Linked DNA regions of Mus musculus: all the other regions are linked to region 3. The links are chromatin contacts, called in public HiChIP or PLAC-seq and promoter capture Hi-C maps. All regions are on one chromosome and are shown on one strand. The core of a region is the stretch at or near the end of the contact, and the rest is flanking DNA. Distances in the headings are between cores, read along the strand shown. Region 1 holds the start of Sytl1 (synaptotagmin-like 1). Region 2 holds the start of Wasf2 (WAS protein family, member 2). Region 3 holds the start of Ptafr (platelet-activating factor receptor). Region 4 holds the start of Cd164l2 (CD164 sialomucin-like 2).

Evidence for each region. Promoter capture Hi-C pulls out the DNA fragments that hold promoters and counts their contacts. HiChIP or PLAC-seq counts read pairs in DNA pulled down with a chosen protein or histone mark.
Region 1: a contact with region 3 is called in a promoter capture Hi-C map of pre-B cells, with 2.4 times the contacts expected there. The contact joins the promoter of Sytl1 here to the promoter of Ptafr in region 3. A contact is called at or near these places in 2 of 39 promoter capture datasets (liver and pre-B cells).
Region 2: an H3K27ac HiChIP or PLAC-seq map of microglia shows a contact between it and region 3, with 4 times the contacts expected there. The contact joins the promoter of Wasf2 here to the promoter of Ptafr in region 3. A contact is called at or near these places in 1 of 39 promoter capture datasets (liver) and 1 of 115 datasets of contacts at active chromatin or transcription factors (microglia).
Region 4: a contact with region 3 is called in a promoter capture Hi-C map of liver, with 2.0 times the contacts expected there. The contact joins the promoter of Cd164l2 here to the promoter of Ptafr in region 3.

Annotation. Positions count from the first base shown.
Region 1 is chr4:133,261,251-133,264,394 of GRCm38.p6, forward strand. Sytl1 (synaptotagmin-like 1) reads right to left here and starts at 1,837. Exons shown (of 15, transcript NM_031393.2): 1 at 1,737-1,837.
Region 2 is chr4:133,129,269-133,132,614 of GRCm38.p6, forward strand. It overlaps Wasf2 (WAS protein family, member 2), which reads left to right and starts at 1,365. Exons shown (of 9, transcript NM_153423.6): 1 at 1,365-1,460.
Region 3 is chr4:132,562,250-132,565,396 of GRCm38.p6, forward strand. Ptafr (platelet-activating factor receptor) reads left to right here and starts at 1,818. Exons shown (of 2, transcript NM_001081211.2): 1 at 1,818-2,025.
Region 4 is chr4:133,218,892-133,222,290 of GRCm38.p6, forward strand. Cd164l2 (CD164 sialomucin-like 2) reads left to right here and starts at 1,918. Exons shown (of 6, transcript NM_027152.1): 1 at 1,918-2,176; 2 at 2,552-2,713; 3 at 2,814-2,885; 4 at 3,278-3,322. The coding sequence starts at 2,089.

The DNA of each region.
Region 1 (3,144 bases), core at 587-3,086, 700 kb after region 3:
TGCGCATGCTCCTAAGGATGAATGACAGAGTATTGCAAGACAGTACACGCTGATACACGTACCCACTGTTCTACACACATTCCAGATACCTAGACAAAGACAGTTACATGCACACACATCTCCATGAAGGAACTGTGCGCACACATACATCATGAAGGGACTGTGCACACATACCCAGAGTCCTATGCCCAAGAGCTGTGCAGCACAGTAATTCTTAAACCTGTACACAGTATGCCCACTCGAGGACAAGTGTGCATTCACAAGAATAAGTCCCTGCATCTCCACAGATCTCTCTGGATTTCCTCACACACTGTCTAACCTGCTGCATACTACTAGAAACTAAGGATAGCTCACTCCCCTCAAAGCTAATATTTTGCACACAACATAACCTGAGTCTTAATGAAATGCAAAAATATACCTGCATAAACATGTGGATGCATGCACAGCCCTCCCCACCGCTCATGTTTATCCCCTACCTAGCCTGCCTCTGCCCTTGCCTCCCACCACCCTGCCCTGGCCCATTTGGCCTTCCTGTCTGAGGCAACCTCCTCCCCAACCCTCACCCCAACTTCCTCCCCCCACTCCTGTAGCACTCAGTTCCACTGAGGCCACCTGCCTGAGATTCCTCCCCACCAGCCCTTTCTCTAGGCGGAGCTTCTGAGCCCCTTGGGTCTGACCCCAGGGCTCCCCAACCTCCAGACTTGGCTGGAAGCCTCAGCTGGCAAAACAACTCAAGCCCAGGTACCACAGCCACTCCGGAAGGAAAACATTGCCAGCCGAGAGGGGCATGTGGACGTGGCAGGGGACCTGCACTCAGTAGTGGCCCTGGTCTGGGCCCGCTGGGCAGTCTCTTTTTTTCCCAGCCCCTCCTATGCCAGGCCCCCAGCTGGGGTTGAAAAGGGAGGAGGGCAGCTCAGGGGCAGGTCCTGGCTTGTACCTGTCTCCTGCCTTGGTCTCCTCCCAGCTGAGTCAGTATCCAAGCACAGCAAGCAAGCGAGCCTCCTCTCCTACCCCACTTTCCCTCCGGGGGTTTCTGCATCTCCATCGCCATAGCCCTGGGCCCGATGCCTGCTCACTGACAGTGACTCTTTCTCTGTACTTGAGGTGCTGGTATCAAGCTAGCTTGGGACTTTTCTATGGCGGGGTGTATGAGCATCGCCGTGTCCTGTCGTCCTGCTGCATTAGTAGACATGTCTGCAAGCCAGGGTAAAACATAGCATCTGTCCCTGAGTGCTGTGTTGCCTTATGATACTACAGAGTCTTACAGGAGTGTCGCTGCTGTGGGCAGTGACTTGCTGGGAGCCAGTGCCGTGTGGGTATGTGCATTTCTTCCTGTGTGGTCAGCCAGCCCAGGCTGGCTGGCTTGTGGTGTGTATGCTAGTACCCCGGGGGACCACCAGATATGGGAGTGAAGGTGGAAGACATTTGGCAAAACTGCCTGGCTTTGTCTGACAGGTTGGCTTGGTCTGGGCTGTGGGCCTATACAAGGCCAGGATCTCTCTACCTCAAGTTGTATCTCTTTCAGAGGTAGATTAAGGATCAGGTGTCCCTTGCCCTGTACTAACACTGCGGGACAGGGACCCTTTAGTGATAGAAAGTCTGTATGTGTATCTGGGCAGGCCAGAGTCATAATCTTGCTTACACCTCACCCCCCTCCGCCCAAACTCCTGAGGTACCAGAATGTGGTCAGGACACCAGGTGGCAGTGCCTGTCCCTTAGACCACTGGGTGTGTTACCTGTAAGGGTCCAGTAGGGACGACAACTTCAAAGGCGACTCCAGCTCTCCAGGAAGACAGTTCAGAGACTAGAAAGGCTGTGGGGACTAAAGCTGACTCGCCCAGCAGCTGCTGCCCCAGTCCCGAGGAGGTGGAGGAGGAGGAGGAGGAGGAGACACCTCAGCAGGGCCTGGTGCAAAACCGGGCCTGGACTGCAGCTCCTCAGGGTGCACTGGGTGCACCCACAACAGCTGTTAGAGAACCCAGGGCCAGTTTTGTGGGCCCCTGTGGTTGGGCCCGACTGTACTGTATGTACCAGACTTACCCAGGAACTATAGCAAACCTCACCTACAGGGCTAGCTCGGGGCCTTGGTTGGTCCATCTGTGGAATGGGTAGCAGAGAGTTGCTAGACCATTTCTTTGAAAGCAGAGTTAGAAACTTCTAAGAACCGTGGTAACAGGAGAATTGTAGAGTTGCCAGTAGGCAGCTTTGGATGAGGCCCAGATCTAGCACTGTGTGGTCTTGAGCGGGTTTCCTAACCTCTCTGATCTGAGCAGTAATTTCCTTCCATGTAAACTGGAGAGTAGAACCGAAGAGAAGCACAGGTGCCTGGCACAGCTAGCACGTGGCAGCAGGTGACCCCTCCCCAACAGATCAACGCTCACAGCCACTCTAGCTCCTCTGACCATCCATGTTCACAGAACAGCTATTTGACTCATTTGTCACCCTGGGCCCCTTCCATCTGAAGGGCCCTGGCTCATGGGCTGAGAAGCCCATCTTGCTCAGGAGACCCTTTCTTGGGTCTTACAAGTACACAGATTTGGGGACCATGATCTTCTTAGCCATCTACATCTGGACTCAGGCGCTGAAAGCTGCTTCCAAGTCTTTTAATTTTTAGATTTATGTATGTGCATACATGCTCTGACTCATAAATGTATGTGAAACACATGAGCACCTGACACACAAAGGAGCCACGGGAGGTGTCGGTCTCTGGGACTGACTGTGAGCTGCTAGGTGGGTGTTTGGGATCCCAGGTCCTCGGCAAAAGGTGCTTTTAGGTGCTGAGTCATCTCTTCAGCACCCTCCCCCTCCCCACAGATAGGGTTTCTCTGTAGCTTTGGCTGTCCTGGAACTTGCTTTGTAGATCAGGCTGGTCTCCAACTCAGAGTCCACCTCTGACTCCCAAGCGCTAGGATTAAAGGTATACACTACCACCACCTAGCCTTCAGCCTGTTTTTGTTGTTGTTTTGTTTTTGGCTTGTTTTTTTTTTTTTTTTTTTTTTTTTTTTTTTTTTTTTGAGACAGGGTTTCTCTGTGTAGCCCTAGAACTTTGTAGACCAGGCTGGCCTCGAACTCAGAAATCTGCCTGCCTCTGCCTCCCGAGTGCTGGGATTAAAGGCTTGCGCCACCACCCCTGGCTTCAGCCCA
Region 2 (3,346 bases), core at 115-2,614, 570 kb after region 3:
GTGGTGTAGGTCTGAGTTCTGTGGTCATTTCCAACTAGCTGGGTGGCTGCGGGAAAACTGTATCAAGTATTCAGGGTGTTGTATGTGTGCGTGTATGTTGTATGTGAGGATGGACCAGTGCAGGCCAGAGAATCACCTCAGGTGCTGTTCTTCAGGCAACTTTTACCTTGGTTTTAGTAACTGGCTCTCTCATTGGCCCAGTCTGGAGGAGCAGGCTAGGCTAGGCTGGGCCTGTGAGCTAGAGCTCTGCCTGTCTCTGCCTCCCCAGCGCTGCGAAGTCAGTATCATCGGGCCTGTTAGGCTTTGTTTGGAATCTGAGTTCTCAAACGCAGGTCCTCATTCTTTCAAAGCAGCACTTTACTGACTGAGCCGTGTCGTGTCGTGACCTCCACCCCACCGCCCTCACACCGTGCACCCTTTTTGAAAGGAAGCAAAGAGGGAGGCAGACGTGGCGGTAACAAAGCCTGCCTAAGATCCATTCTTCCACAAGAGGCCAATACCTGCTCTACAGAGATGCTCTAGTATACTAAATGTGCTAAGCCGGACTCGTCACGTTGTCACCCAGCCGCAGCATTTTGTATTCTATAAGTCACTTGGGAGTGTATTCTCAAACTGCCCACCTTCATGGACTGGGACGTGCCAGGGCCTACTGCATCTATTTTGTAGAACAAAGTGAGAACTAGGTAGGCAGCAGTTGTCCGAAGTTGCAGAGTGAAGTGACAGGTGTTTGGCTCACCTGACAGTGGCCTCTCAGAACTAGCTCCCAATCTCAGGATGCCAGCTTCACCCGAATACCTATCCTTTGGGGTGAGCTGAAGCCTATGACTCACTCGCCCCCACCCGACTTTCGGTCCCGCTTGGGACAAGGCGTGAAGGGACAGAACGATCTGCCACTTGAGGGGTGTCTACAGAAAGTTCATAGGCTCGGCCTGTTCTTTACACAAAAAACAGGCTGGCTCTCTGGACTCTAATAAAAATAAATCGTGTTTCAATACATGTTAGCCGAGGTCTTTCCCTGTCTTAGCAGATATTTTTGTACTTAAACTTGGGCGTCGATGTACCTTTAGTCCCATCTCCACTTCACTTGGTTTGTCCTCGCCTCTGTTTACTCCGATTGCGGAAGTCGCTCGGGTGGAGTTCCCGGGACACTACCTTTGAATACGTCTTTTGCGTACTTATTTAATTGGCATTGGATTCAGACCAATGGGATAGCTGGGGGCTCCGGGCGGGTGGGGCAGGGAGCCAATCAGAACGGTTGGCGGGGTGTGGCTGCGTCCCGGGGCGGGGAAATCGCGTAATGGCGGACTCAGGCCGGTGGAGTGCGGCTGGGGGCGTAGCGCGCTGAGGGGGGCGTCCGGCTGAGTAGCAGCCCGCGAAGCAGTAGGCTGGAGCGTTCTCCGTGGGGACGCGGACCGGCTGCCCAGCCCTTCATGTCGCTGAGGGCGACTGCGCGAGGTCAGGTGAGCAACAAGTCCCCCTGGGCGCGCCCGGCTGTGAGAGGCGAGCGCCGGCCCGGCCACCCCTGCAAGGGTCCGGTGGCACCGGGTGTCTGCTCTGACGGTCGCTGGTGCGGCTCGTGTGTTGTCAGCGCCGTGGCGACACCTCAGGGGTGGTGGTGACCCAGAGTGCCCTTCGGAGACTAGGGAGGGTCGGCGAAAGTGGCCCTACCACCAACCCACTGTGTGTTCTTGAGCAAGTCACTTCCGTCTTCGGGCCTCAGTTTACCATTTGTAAATAGACTTCACCGAAGCCTGTGAATTGGGTCTCAGCAACTCCCCGAGCTCCTGGACAAGTTCATCTCCAGGCTGAGCCTCAGTTTCCATATTTGGACCATAAAGTAATTGAGGTGCTCTTTGGGGACCCTGGCTGCTAGGCTGGGGGTAGGGACATTGTGGAGGAGTGTGTGAGCACGCGCACATGTGCACAGAATGAGCCCTACAGAAAGGAGCCTTGGCTTACGGGCCACTGGTACCAATGCATGGGTGCTACCCAGATCGTGACAGGGAAGGGCTAAGTCCTGTGGTCCTTTGAGATGAGGAAATGTTCATAGATTCAGAGATCAGGGGTTACCCTTGGCGTTTAAGCCCAGCACTGAAGAGGAAGAAAGCCAAGGAAAATGTTAATGGTTGTCCTACTATGTGCCAAACCTTAGGTATAAGTGCTTGTTTAGTTTTTCCAGCTGTCCTTGTAAGTTTACTGGTGAGGAAGTCAAGTAGGTTTCAGAGAAGTAACTTGCTCAGGGTGACACCGGAACGTGTGGCACTTACCAAAGTGAGGGTGTTTCCTCTGGGAAGCACCGGGCGCGCAGGGATAAGTTAGTGTTCTCTTACAAAGTTTGCTTTGTCATAAATGGAGGGAGGGGTCTAGCCTGGAGAGTTGATTTCACTTTTGGTGTGGAGACAGGCTAGGTCTTAAGCTCAGGATTATTAATTATAAGCCCATCTCCTTTTCTTGCTTTGTGACTAAGGAAGGGCCATTTCTGAGTGTTAAAAATCACTTCGAAGTGTGTCAGGACAGCAGAGGATTCCGTTTGAGTCCCAGGCAGGTGTCACCAATATTTGTTGTATAGAGACATGAGTTTTGACTCCAGGTGGTGTCATCAGAGTGTCTTTCTCTCCTCTGTACAAAGGCTACATTTTATTGGGAGGGAGAATTTATCCATCTGTTGTATAATTTCTTTGGGTTCCTTGGGGCTAAAGTTTCAATGGCCTGCCTGTGTTCAAGTGTAGCCTTTCTTTCTTTGTTCTTTCCTTATCTTGCAGATGAGTAAAGGCAGTGGACTTTGAGTAGGAGTAGCTGGGTACCTTAGCCCTTAAGTTTTCCAAACCGCCAGAGCTTTGGGTTAATCAAAATAGCAGGTCCAGCTGTGGGTATTGTTCTCATGTGCCAGTGTTAGGGAGGGAAATCCGAGGAGGAAGTTGCTGAGAAAGAGGGCGTTTCTGAGCTGTGGAGCCAATATGTATTTTCTTTGTTTGAAATTCTAAAACCAGAAAAGCAGCAGCTAGAGGAAGGAAGGAAAGGACTTGCAAGCCTGCTTCCTGTCAGGGAGCTGTAAGGACTGTCCCGGGCCATGTGGGAGGCACCGCTTGCCCAGAAAAAGGCAGTTGAGTTGGCTGGACTTTGAGAACGGTCTTCTAGATTTTAGAATATAGAATGAAGTAACTTTAGGTCTTAAATCTTCCAGAGTAAACGATTAAGGGACTCTTTATTGAGTCATCACTGTTGGTTCGTTGTCCCCATCATACTTCCCAGGCTTTGTCTGAGTTTTAACTGTGATTACAAACTCTGGGTTTTAACATAATCTGACTTTCCTACTAGAGGGTGCAAAGCCACCAGCACTTGAAAA
Region 3 (3,147 bases), core at 568-3,067:
CAAACATTTTTATTGTTGTTGTTTTGTTTTGTTTTGTTTTGCTGTTTTAAGACAGGGTTCCTCTGTGTAGCCCTGGCTGTCCTGAAACTCACTCTGTAGACCAGGCTGGCCTCAAACATAGAGATTTACCTGCCTCTCTGCCTCTGCCTCCTGAATGCTGGGATTAAAGGCATGAATCACCATGTCCAACTCTGTTCGTTGTCTTATGTATTTTAGTGTATGTGTGTGTGTGTCTGTGTCTGTGTGTCTGTGCATTTTTGTGCTCCATGGTGCAAGTATGGAGGCCAGAGTAGACCCTCACCTCCCTTTTCCCCATGCATGTCCTAGGGATTGAAGTCAGGTCATTAGGCTATGCAGCAAGCACCTTTACCCTCTGAGCCATATAGCCAACATACAGTCACTTTAGTTTCTGAGACAGCATCTCTCACTGAACCTGAAGTTTGTGATTTGGCTAGACTGGCTGGCCAGCAAGCCCTAGGGAGCCTCCATACTGCTTCTCCATTGCTAGATGATAGGCATGCACGACCACCTCTGACTCCCCCATCCCCCCATCCCCGGCCCCTGATTGAACTCAAGTCATAGACACACTTACCAAATGAGCCGTCTCCCTCTTTTCCTCCTCCTCTTCTCACCTCTTCCTCTTGTATAGCATTTTATGTAGCCCACGCTAGCTTTGAATTCAGTGTGTAGCCACGAATGACTTTGAACTCCCGGTCTCTGCCTTCTAAGGGCTGGGATTATACATGTGAGCCACACACCCGGTTGTTTTAGTTCTTCGGAGCTGAAGCTCATGTTAATGATGCTCTGACCTGTAAGGAACCATTTTAGCATTGACAAGGAACACCGGTGGCATCTGACCAGCAGCAAGGGGCTAGCTTGGCTACTCAGGACCTGAGGCTAGGCACTGGGTGGGGAGTCAGAATCCCTGCCTTCTTGGCTCTCCAAGACAGACTTGGCGCCATGTCTCACCATAAGACAGACTTTCCTCTCTTTCGGCTTCATTTTTCCTTGATGTTTAGGAGGGGGCTTTGGGTCAGCTGATACCTGAGGGGTCTGCTATCCATAGACAGCGTCTATCATGGAGCCTGGCTGACCTCCTGAGTGCTATGCAGAAGGAAACCAAAACAAGGGGTTCTCTCATTTGCGTACATGGAAGTCCTCACCTGACTCATGCTCTCACACCAAATTCACTTGGCTTCTACCCCAGCTGCCCACACCTCTTCACCCTCTCTTCCTACCGGGAACTCACTTGCAGCTGAACTCTAGCTCAAGGGCTTGAGAAATTTCCTCCTTCCTCCAGCCCTGTGGTTCTGGGCTCCCAGGGGTTTCTTGGGCCCAGTTCTTCTTGCTCACCAGGGATTCCCTGCCCAGTCTTAATGACCAAAGCTATGCTTCCAGCTCCCTCTCCTCATCTAGTGGCTTCTCCCTCCCCCACCTCTCTCTCCCCTACAGAGGTATATGCGCTGGTGTGTTCATTCACACAAGCTCTTGGGCAGTCTCCGGTGCAGACTGCTCTCTGTCTGTCATCCATCCTTTCCCTTGTCCCTCCCTGAATCTCCTCTCTGTATTCTCTCATTCCTCCCATGCGCTCCTGTTTACATCAGCCGTTCTCCCTCCCTCTACCCCTCTCGCCTTCTCCCCTCCTTTCTGACTCTCTTTCCCTCTCCTCGTGCCAACTGTTTGTTGCTTCTTTTGGTTCTCTCTGTGTGTCTCTCTGTGTCTCTGTGTGTCTCCCTCTCCTCCCCCACCCCGCCCCTTTCCACACCCCCTGTCTGACACCCTCTCTGTCCTTTGCTTGCTCTGCAGGAAACCTCTGCAGTACTGAGTCTGGCTGGCTCAGTCCGTGTGGAGGTTCCTGTGGCATCTGGTGGAGGGGCCCTGGGTCACTGTGTTTCCTCCCAGGGGTGACTTGGCAGTGCTTTGCTCTGTTTCCTCACTTCTGCAATTGCCAGGCCACAACACAGAGGCTCGAGCTGAGGCTTGGACCAGGAGGGAGCAGAGCCTACGGCTGAGCTCCTCCTACAGGTAAGGAGGGTCCCAGCCCTGGCTGGGCAAAGGAGAACCCTACACAGGTCTCCTCAGGAGGCCAGAGTCATGCCTCCAGGTCATACTAAGGTAGATGGGTGGCTGGATTTTAAAAGAACCATCTGGCATCTTTCTCAGGCCAGGCTTAATATTCAAGAAGAGCTTTATGGCTGTGCGACAGGCCAAAGCCAGGGCTACACACATGCTTGGCCACTAGCCCTTGTTTTACGTTTTATTTGCTTATTGTGTGTATATGTATGTGTCACGGTGCACATGTGTGGGTCAAAGGGCAGCTTGTGACGGTCTGTTCTCTCCTTCTTCCATGTGGGGCCTGGGGATTGGCTTCACTTCTCGGGCTTAGCAGCAGATGCCTCTACCTACTGAGCTATCTCACCATCCCTGACTTTTATTTTACATCGAGGTCTTACACACTGCCGAGGTTGGCTTTGAACTCACTGTGTAGCACAGGCAACCTTGGATTATTGTATGTGTATACAAGTACGAATGCTCACTGTGTGCATGCCTGGCGCCTTGGGGTTCAGAAGAGGGGGTCAGATCTCTGGAACTGGAGTTCGGAGATGATTGTGAGCCACTGTGTGGATGCTGGGAACAAAACCTGGGTCCTTTCCAAGAGTGTCCAGGGCGCTTAATCCCTGTGCCATCTCTCCATCCTCTAGTCTTAGTCCTTAACCCTCTCTCAGCCTTCTGAGTGGTAGGTATTTCTGGCCTGTGATCAGGTGCTGGGACACTCCAAGGGAACCCCTCTTTTCTGAGAGTGAGATGGAGCCATCTTAGCCTTAACTTCTGGGAGGCGATGGTGAGGACGGGAGGCAAGGGCTTAGAGGTCTGTGAGCAGACCTCCATTTGCTTTATTAGCTGTGTGACTTTGGAGAAGTTATACACCTTCTCTGTGTATAATCAATGTCATCTCCCCAGCAGACTTTCCTGGGAGGCTGAGCTAAAGTGTCTGGGATGGAGCTAGGTCCCCGGGACCACACCCACTGCAGAGGATGTTGATAACTGGGTGGCTGGTACAAAGGTCCACAAAAGGTTGCCACGTTAAATCTCAGGTGTTGGGGACAAAGGCCAGTGTGGTACTGGCTATCTCTCCCTTGCAGGAAG
Region 4 (3,399 bases), core at 668-3,167, 660 kb after region 3:
GAGGGGTGCTGATTTTCAGTTATGGGTGTGGTAGCTGCGGTAGCCGGGACTGGTGTGGAGGTGGAGATTTAGAGATTTCTTGGCTACTGTTGTTGCTATGAGGTTCAAATTCAGGGCCATGCAATGCTAAGCAAGTGCTTTATTGCTGAGCTATATCTCCAGCCCTTGTTTGGAAAGGTGCGGGACAGGGTCTCATTGATGTAGCCCAAGTTGGCTTAAAATCTACAACCCTCCTGCCCCAGCCTCCCAAGTACTGGGTGACAGATATCTGCTCCTTTGGTAATAATAATAATATTATTATTTTAATGTATATGAGTGGATATTTTGCCTGAATATATGTCTGTGTACCGCTTTCATGCCTGGTGTCTGTGGAGACCAGAGGGTCATGCTGGATCCCCTGGAACTAGAGTTACAGGTATTTGTGGCCACCCTGTGGACCTAGAATCAAACGTAGATTTGGAAGAGCAGCCAGTGCTTCTCATTACTATGCAATCTCTCCAGCTCCCCCTCACCCCACACACACACCTCCTTGTTGTTTTGAGGCATGGTCTCGCTGTCATCCTGGCTATCCTGGAACTTCCTGTGTAGATCAGGCTGTCCCCAAAATTCACAGAGATCTGACTATCTCTGTCTCTGGAGTGCTGGGATTAAAGGAATGTGTCACTCTGCCAGGTTAACACCTTTCCCCCACCTCCCCGGTTTTAAGGCAAGGGTTCTTTAGCCTAGGTTGGCTCTAACTCTCTCTGTAGCAAAGATCAACCTTGAACTTCTAAGTCTTCTGTTTCTACCACCCAAGCGCTGGGACTGCACAAGCTACCAGGCTGGTTAGTGCTAGGGATGAAGCCTGGGCTAGGCACTCCAGCCAAGCATCCTACCAAATGAACCACATCCCTCGCCTTACTCAATGGCTTTTAAGTGGGACCTGACAGCAGAAGAATAGCCAAGATGATTGCAGGAGAGGGCAGACTAAGGCTCAGGGCTAAGAGGGCCACACCTGATTAAGAAGTTGGCAGAGGAAAGGGAGATATCTGAAAAGGGACTGAGAATCGGCTGTGCCAGGACAGGAGAGTGACCAGGAGGCAGATCCCCCAAAGGCTCAGTGATCTAGTAATGGCACCACTTAGGACCCAGGGATGTGATGAGCTGGAAGGCAGGACAGGGTATGGTGTCCCCACAGCTGGGAATAGCCAGCCACAGGTGTAGCCAGAATGGAGTTCCAAATTTACCACTGTGGGTTCAGACTGCTCACTCGCCTCACCTGTGAGACAGGGTTAAAAACATCTCTCATCTTGGAGAGATGGCTCAGAGGTTAGAGCACTGGCTGCTCTCCCAGAGCTCCTGAGTTCAATTCCCAGCACTCACATGGTGGCTCACAACCATCTGTAATGGGATCTGATGCCCTCTTCTGGTGTGTCTCAAGGCAGCTACAGTGTACTCATATACATAAAATGAACAAATAAATCCTAACCAAAAAAAAAAAAAAAAAAAAAAAAAGTCTTTAGGGTTTAAAGTGGGCTCTCAACCTCCTTAACGCTGGGACCCTTTAATGCATCTTGTGGTGACCTCCCAACCATAAAATTATTTTGTAATTTTGCTACTGTCGTGAATCATAATGTAAATAATGTTTTTGAAATAGAGGCTCACCTAAGGGGGGTCCCGGCCCATAGGTCGAGTTAGGTGATGGCATAGGCCTTTAATCTCAGCTCTGCTCTACAATAATGAGTTCCGGGACAGCCAGAGCTACACAAGTGATTCCCTAAAAACTCACCAAAACATAGTAGCTATGTTGACAAGGCCTGTTCTCACAGAGATCCTCCCGCCTTGAAGCTGCCCCTCAGGGACCAGGTGACATGAGTCTTAAACCCATCCCTTTTGTTCAGGCCCCGCCTTAAATCGCACAGCAGAGCGGGGCTCTACCTGGACCCTCCCAGAGGTCTCGGCCTCTAGCCACGCCCACAAGGCAACCACGCTCCAGCCTGGCCACGCCCCCGCTGCCCAGGTTTGGCTCTGGCTAGCCGGGCGAGTGTAGTCAAGAAAGGACGCGCCACACCAGCTGTCCGCCGACCCCCAGTCCCGGCCCCCGCGCTCATGGCCGCACCCGGACCCCGCGCCTTGCGTGCTGCTCTCTGCGGCGGTTGTTGTTGCCTTCTCCTGTGTGCCCAGCTGGTTCTAGCTGGTAATGCTGAGCAGGATCTGACCAGGGGCCCAGGCAGGTGAAGGTGTAGCTCACTTTAGCTTCTTCTTCCAGCACAGTAGGCTTGTGAGAGGGAACGTTTTCGACCTCTGCAGGACTCCAGGGGTGTGTTGAGACCTTAGTGCCTATTTAGAGGTTCCAAGTGTGGGGGACTAGGAGACTTAGCTGAGTGTGGAGGAGGAACTTCAGGAGTGTGTATGGAAAGAGGTTGGGGGAGGGCAGCTCGGTGAGTTTAAGCAGGGCTGGGGGGAGCTCCAGACCTGTGCGGAGGTGTGAGTCGCTGTAGTGGGAGATGTATTGCAGCTTGGCACCTGGCTTTCTGCCGCTTTCTGCCCATTTGCACCCCCCGACACCCAGGTAAAGGAGCTCGTGGCTTTGGTCGGGGAGCCCTGCTCCGCCTGAACGTTTGGCCTACTACCCAAGGGGGCTGCAAACACCTGGGACACTGTGAACACTGTGTGGACAGAGCCCACAACTTCTCCATTTGTGTCTGGCAGCAATGTGGGCCAGAGGAGCCAGGTATGTAGTTGAGCCCTCCTTGGGAACATCCTCTTGTCTATATGGCACCACCACTCTCAACTTTCTCTCCAAACCTCTTCTCTGTTTCTTCTCCCACCAGGACACTGTGTGGCCCAAGCTGAAGTGGTCAAGGAGGGTTGCTCAATCTATAACCACTCAGAGTCATGCCCAGGTAAGCTAAGGGAGGAGAGTGAGGTGTCCCCAGCCACAATCTCTCAGGAAGTAGACTGCACCCACGAACTGTTGGCTTCTCGGCCAGGAACCGTTCGATGTATATGCCCTGGCTGGTATCTTAGCCTATAATTTGGTCCAGCATGCCCAGGAGCTTGTGGGAGCTAGCACCCTCTGCTGAGGAGGTCTTTGGAGTGGCGGGGTCTTCCTGAAGCAAGTGACATTAGAGACCAGTCTTGTAGATAGAGCACAGCTAGGGGCGGAGACGGGCTGACCAGCCTTAAATGGGGCAGGGGTGTGATCGGAAGTGGGTCCAGCTACTGGCCCAGGCTCGGGATTGGGTTTCCTGATAGCAAGGAGAGGGGGTTTATTGTGGATGCCCTGTCTCCTCAGCTTCCCATCATCATTCCACAGAGGAACCGAAGCCAAGTACCACAGGTAGGGTCCTCCCCGGGGAATGGGGACAGGGCAGCTGTAGAGGGAGAGGCAGCTTGAGGCACGGGCACTGACACGCA